Linked DNA regions of Sander lucioperca: region 2 is linked to region 1. A link is a contact called in public Hi-C data. All regions are on one chromosome and are shown on one strand. The core of a region is the stretch at or near the end of the contact, and the rest is flanking DNA. Distances in the headings are between cores, read along the strand shown. Region 1 holds the start of mia3 (transport and Golgi organization protein 1 homolog). Region 2 holds the start of hlx1 (H2.0-like homeobox protein).

Region 1 (2,700 bases), core at 55-2,554:
TAACTCCTGTGAGAGCGATATTGAGACGGTTGAACATATTTTCTTTCAGTGTGAACCGATTAATGACTTGTGGCTGTCTTTTCAATGCTGGCTTCAATCTAAAGATATACTGCTACACCCATTAAACGAAATGTCAATTAAAGCTGGAATATTTTTAAAGGATAAGAATCTAGAATTTTTGATAAATAACTTGATTGAGCATTGTAAACATTTTATTCATAGGTGCAAGTATTTAAAGGTCAAAACCCACATCAACGGTTGGAAGAACAAGCTTAAGCTTTTTGCTACATCTCTACAATACATGACGAAGGAAAACGCCAAGAGACTCTTATTTGTTGGACTTACATTCCCTACTGGACTAAAAAGACCCCTAGTATCTTATTTTCTTTATTTATGTTTTTTTGTATATATTACCTCAAAGCTGTAAACGTGTTTTTGACAAATGTACAAACACACATTGTGCCTTAATTGTTTGTATACTATTGTATAATAAAGTAAAAAAAAAAAAAATTCCCTTAATACATCCATGCCTAACATGAGCTGAAGGGATGTTTAAGCAAAGGCCGTAATTTCTGCTTTCCACATCGGTATTTGCAATTGCCAAAATTTAGTTATTTATGTTTCATAATGTTATTTCTTATTTACCTCTCTGAGTGTCATGCTGTTTGTTTTTGGTTTTATGTGTAAACTGGCTAACGCAGCAATTTCCCATTGGCATTACAGAATACTTTATCTATCTATCTATCTATAGAAATGCTGTGAGCCAACAATAAATGGATCATCACAAATTGAATGGATCAGATGTTTTGTTATCGATGGCTGTTAATGACATGATAATACAAAATAAAAAAAGGTAATTTGTGTTGAAACAGAATAGTTGGCAATAAGATATTTTTTAAAGATTTTTCTTATCCATATTGATTACAGGTTTGTTATGTTTTTCTGTTTGCACTACGCCCATTTATCACTATTAACAAACTTGGAAGGTAACTGCCTTTTTTCTCTTTATTGTATTTTGCTGGTTATAGGTCTACACTATATTTGATTAAAGAGGCCTCTGGGGAAGATTATGTGAAATTAAAATACACCGGTCATAATCCTCTGAGTACTTTCAATCTCTTGAATCTTTTTGTGCATATTGTAGATGTCTTTGCTGATTTAGCTAGGCCTATTGGATGATTCCAGAAGCAACTGCACAATGATGAGGCTGATTTCTCTACTTCCACTGCATCTGTTTGAGGTTGTTTCCCACAGTCACATGAAGCAGCCAAATCCAAACCTTATATCCTGTAAACCTATCCGTGCCTACACCCAGCCGGATCTGATCTGCTGACGTGTCGGCTCCTTCAGCTCGCAGTGCTTCATGCTCCAGCAGCAGAGTTAAGCCAGTCCACAGAAAGTGCCAGCATGGCAGCAAAACACTTCTACCGACAGGGCCTTTTATTACTTTTATTTAATTTTATTTCAACTGCAGCCTTGGAAAAAAGGTTCTCCGACTTTAAGAGATGCGCAGATGAGGAGTGCAGCAGTAAGTTTGATTGTTGTAACTACTAGCTCATCAGGACTTCAGGGATGCATCTTCCCACATCCCGATACTAACGTTACAGCTAGCCATAAACTACGCCTTATCTCCAGACCTGTTGCCAGTCGATATTTGTGACCTGGATAACCACCTGTAGTAGTTCCGATGCTGTGCAGACGTCTGCTGCTTGTTGAAATCAGCGCATGCTAATCTTAACTGTTGGTATTATCGCGGGGGGGTGTTTTGTTCAGACGTAGCCCGTAGTGTTGGCCGGTTGCCTGGCAGCTCCGGCCTGCCCAGCTTGGTGGTTAGTGGTGGCTAATGTTAGCAGCTAGCTAATTAGCCACCGGCCGGCTTTGGGCAAAATCTCTGCTAATGTTGGCTAACTCTATTGTTAAGTCACATAGGCATTGGTCGTACTTCTCTCCTTAGCTAATGTTATAAACACAGACTAACGTTACTCTAGATTGTGTAGTTTAACCAGCAAACTATTTAAATTTAGCGTTAGCTTTAGGTGAAATAAGAATTTAAATTAACGTTATGTTAACCCAGGTTGTCTTTATATCCCAGTTTGCATTGCTAACTAGATGTACGCCATCATATACAAGCCTCAGGGACCGTTATAGCAGCTGTTGTTGTTGTTGCTGTTATAGAAAATGTTAACCTGAAAATACCACAACAACAACAACAACAACAACAAAAAGGCTGGTGTAGGTAATAAGACCTTGTTTTATTGGCGACTTATCAAAAGGAGAAGCTAGTTTTGAGTAATAAAACAGTAAAGATTAGACACATTAACATAAAACAAAGAAAGGCATAATATGATCAGGTACTCTGCTTGAATGTTTTAAACCAACGTCTGAGGCTAAAGTCGACTATAACCATGACAGTGGCATGTCATACAGACAATGCAGATCTAAACTCTTTGCTTATTTGCCATACCTTTCAGTTCAGTCAGTTTTTGTCTAATTTTGTGTTGCATGTTTTGTGAAAATACAACATTGTAGAGCCAAAACAAGAAATAGAGTGACAGAAAAGAACTTGGCATTCATTTTGATAAACAATAAATCAGTTGTAAATATTTTTTAAGCCAGAACAATGCCCCAAATTAATTGGTTCCAGCTTTCAAAATGTGGTTATGTGGCTGATTGTGTTTTTCTTCTATCAATAAACCATGT
Region 2 (2,700 bases), core at 92-2,591, 140 kb before region 1:
CTGAAAAGCTCATCAGCACCTGAAATAACTCGAGGCGTGCTGCGTCTGCTACATCCTCTTCCCTGGATTGTTTTGACTGCATGATGAAGGGCAAACGTTAAATCTCTATTTCTAATTTTAACCCGGAAAAGTGTCACTCGAAAACAGCATGATAGGAGGCAGTCAGGGTCATCGGCGCTTCCGCCCGCATGAATCAAGACTAAATGAATGCGGGCTTCAGAAGCCATTGTTTCTACACATGCGAGAGAAACATGCGATCGGAGAGTCTGTGGGAGGGGTGGGGGGGGGGACAGTATCAAGGCAGGACAGTAGGAGAGGGGGAGAAAGCGCGAGAGAGTTCATTTTTTATTGACAGTTAGAAATGTATTCAAAGTATATTAACTTAAACGTACAAACATGATAATAAAAGTTATTATTGCACATATTTTAAATACGTTGTTTCAGGTCAGTTAAGATAGATTCGTTCAAGTTAAAGCAGCAGGAAAGATTATAATTTGCATTTCTACTATTTAAATTCTAAAAAGGTTATTGCCAGGACCCAACGTGTAAATCTAGTGGGGCCTCGCGGATGAAGTATCGCCTCTGAAGTTAATTGTGTTTTGGTTTTAGAAGGGAATCGGTTTCCTCTGTTTATTATGAGCATGGGGACGGATTTGCGTCACCGTGCAACTTGCAGGTCGAGATAAAGTTGCACAAATATTGAAAAAGGGAAGTTCTAACAGTCATTATAAAAGTCCCCCCCTCTGCTCCGGAAGAAATAAGGATTTGTGCTGTATCCTAAAATACTAAAACAGGTTCTATTTTGGGGGCAAATGTAGCAGGAATATCCGCTCATTTAACACGAATCACAGCCCATCAAAAACAGGATGAGTGGAGCTAATAGAGCCTCCTGGGCTCGCGGGGTCATTTGATTACACGTCCATTTTGTACAGTTAATTAAATGATTAGATATACATATTTTACTATTTCATACAATACAACCGAGTGGCATATTTATCGATTAGCTCTTTTCATTTTTTGCAGGGTAATATAAGTATTTAGTGTTGAAAAGTGCCTTTTTGGAAAATATGTGTAGTGTACTGAGAGTTAAAGGGTATAATGTTTTTGTGTGCGGTGATGGGTGTGGGTTCTCTTTAAGTGATCAATCCATCATCTCAGGATTAAAATGTATGTGTGTGTGTGTGTGTGTTGTGTGTGTGTGTGTGTGTGTGTGTGTGTGTGTGTGTGTGTGTGTGTGTGTGTGTGTGTGTGTGTGTGTGTGTGTGTGTGTGTGTGCGCGCGCGCGTGCGTGGTGTTGTGTTGGCTACACATCATCCTCATTTGTAAGGGCGTGATGTGAGCGAATGCAAAACAGCCATTGGCTCAGAAAGCAACCAATCAGTGTCAACGGAGAAACTTCAGAGAGGAACTGTAGGGTTTGGATTTCAGAGTTGGGAGAGCGATTTTGGCACTGACACAAAGAGGACGGTCATCTATCCCCCTAAAACGCCATCCCTGCTTTTTTACATGCCTGTCCGTTTATACCCTCTTCTGAGAAACAATAAGACTCATTAGAGGCTGCGGGATGTACACGGCCGGGCTGAACCCGTTTTACGCGTCAAATTTTAGCCTCTGGTCTGCGTACTGCGCGGGGGGCTTCGCTGTGGATACGATGAAGAAACCCTCGTTTTGCATCGCAGACATTTTGCAGGCTGGAGATGGAGAGAACATCCCGGGATCGTCGGCCGTCATGTTGCATATGGGACACCACCACCGCGCGCAGCACGGGCACTCCGGCAGCTCGCCGCTGCGCCCTTCTCCCGTCGCGCCCGAGCCATCGGTGTACGGCGCGAGGGTGAGTCCGACGTCTCCTTACCACAGACACGGACTACAGCTAACATCAGTCAGAACTGCATTTAACTCCCAACAAGCTCCCCCGCCTTCAAGCAAAGACCTCAAATTCGGAATTGATCGGATATTGTCGACAGACTTTGATCCAAAAGGCAAAGAAAAGTCGTCATTAAAAGGTAAGAATCAAGATTTTATTACACGCTGAATTTTCCAACAGTTTTGTGGTGTTTATAGAGAAGTTTCCTGTCATGTCAGCCAAGGAAAACAATACATAGGGAGGGATGTGTTTTATGGCCATTTCTTTTAATGATATCATTAACAAGACCGTCCAAACTTTAGAAACTGAAAGCAACAAACTAGAAGCAGCTAATGTAAATTACCAGTTTATAACACTGTCAGGCTTGTTCTCAGAGTAGTAAGAGCCCAAATAAGCTCATATCATGCACTTTAAGAAGTGAGCCATGTGGGGAAATCCTCTGCTCTGTTGCCCCCTAACCAGAGAGGTCAGAGGTCAGGATCAGCTACAAACAGCTGGAAGTTTGCTCAAAGACACTTTAGCAGTCACACTTGAACTCTGAATTTGTTTGATGGTCTCTCTAAATACTAGACCATCTTGCCCCCCAGGTTGCCAGTGTGACTCTTTGTTTCCTGACTGAAGCCCATCATCTCTCGCTTTGTAACAGATCTCACATCCATCGTTAGCTCGAACCGTCAGTCAGGGATCCACATCCCCATTCAGCCTCCGGCCAGCCAGTACTTCTCCTGCATAGACCCCGGGATGAACGACGCGTCCTCCATGATGAATTCACTAGGCAGCAGCAGCAGCAGGCATTCAGGCCAGCATCAGTTTCAGGACACCTTCCCAGGTAG

What was found. Hi-C and Micro-C count contacts between places; a contact is called where the count stands out from the background.
Region 2: a Hi-C map of liver shows a contact between it and region 1, with 2.6 times the contacts expected there. The contact joins the promoter of hlx1 here to the promoter of mia3 in region 1. A contact is called at or near these places in 2 of 2 Hi-C or Micro-C datasets (liver and muscle).

Annotation. Positions count from the first base shown.
Region 1 is chr19:11,586,515-11,589,214 of SLUC_FBN_1.2, reverse strand. mia3 (transport and Golgi organization protein 1 homolog) reads left to right here and starts at 1,304. Exons shown (of 26, transcript XM_035995509.1): 1 at 1,304-1,528. The coding sequence starts at 1,408. The region is part of intron 1 of taf1a (TATA box-binding protein-associated factor RNA polymerase I subunit A); the gene reads right to left.
Region 2 is chr19:11,721,601-11,724,300 of SLUC_FBN_1.2, reverse strand. hlx1 (H2.0-like homeobox protein) reads left to right here and starts at 1,341. Exons shown (of 3, transcript XM_031322554.2): 1 at 1,341-2,006. The coding sequence starts at 1,565. All of the region lies in intron 2 of LOC116066478 (a long non-coding RNA gene), which reads left to right.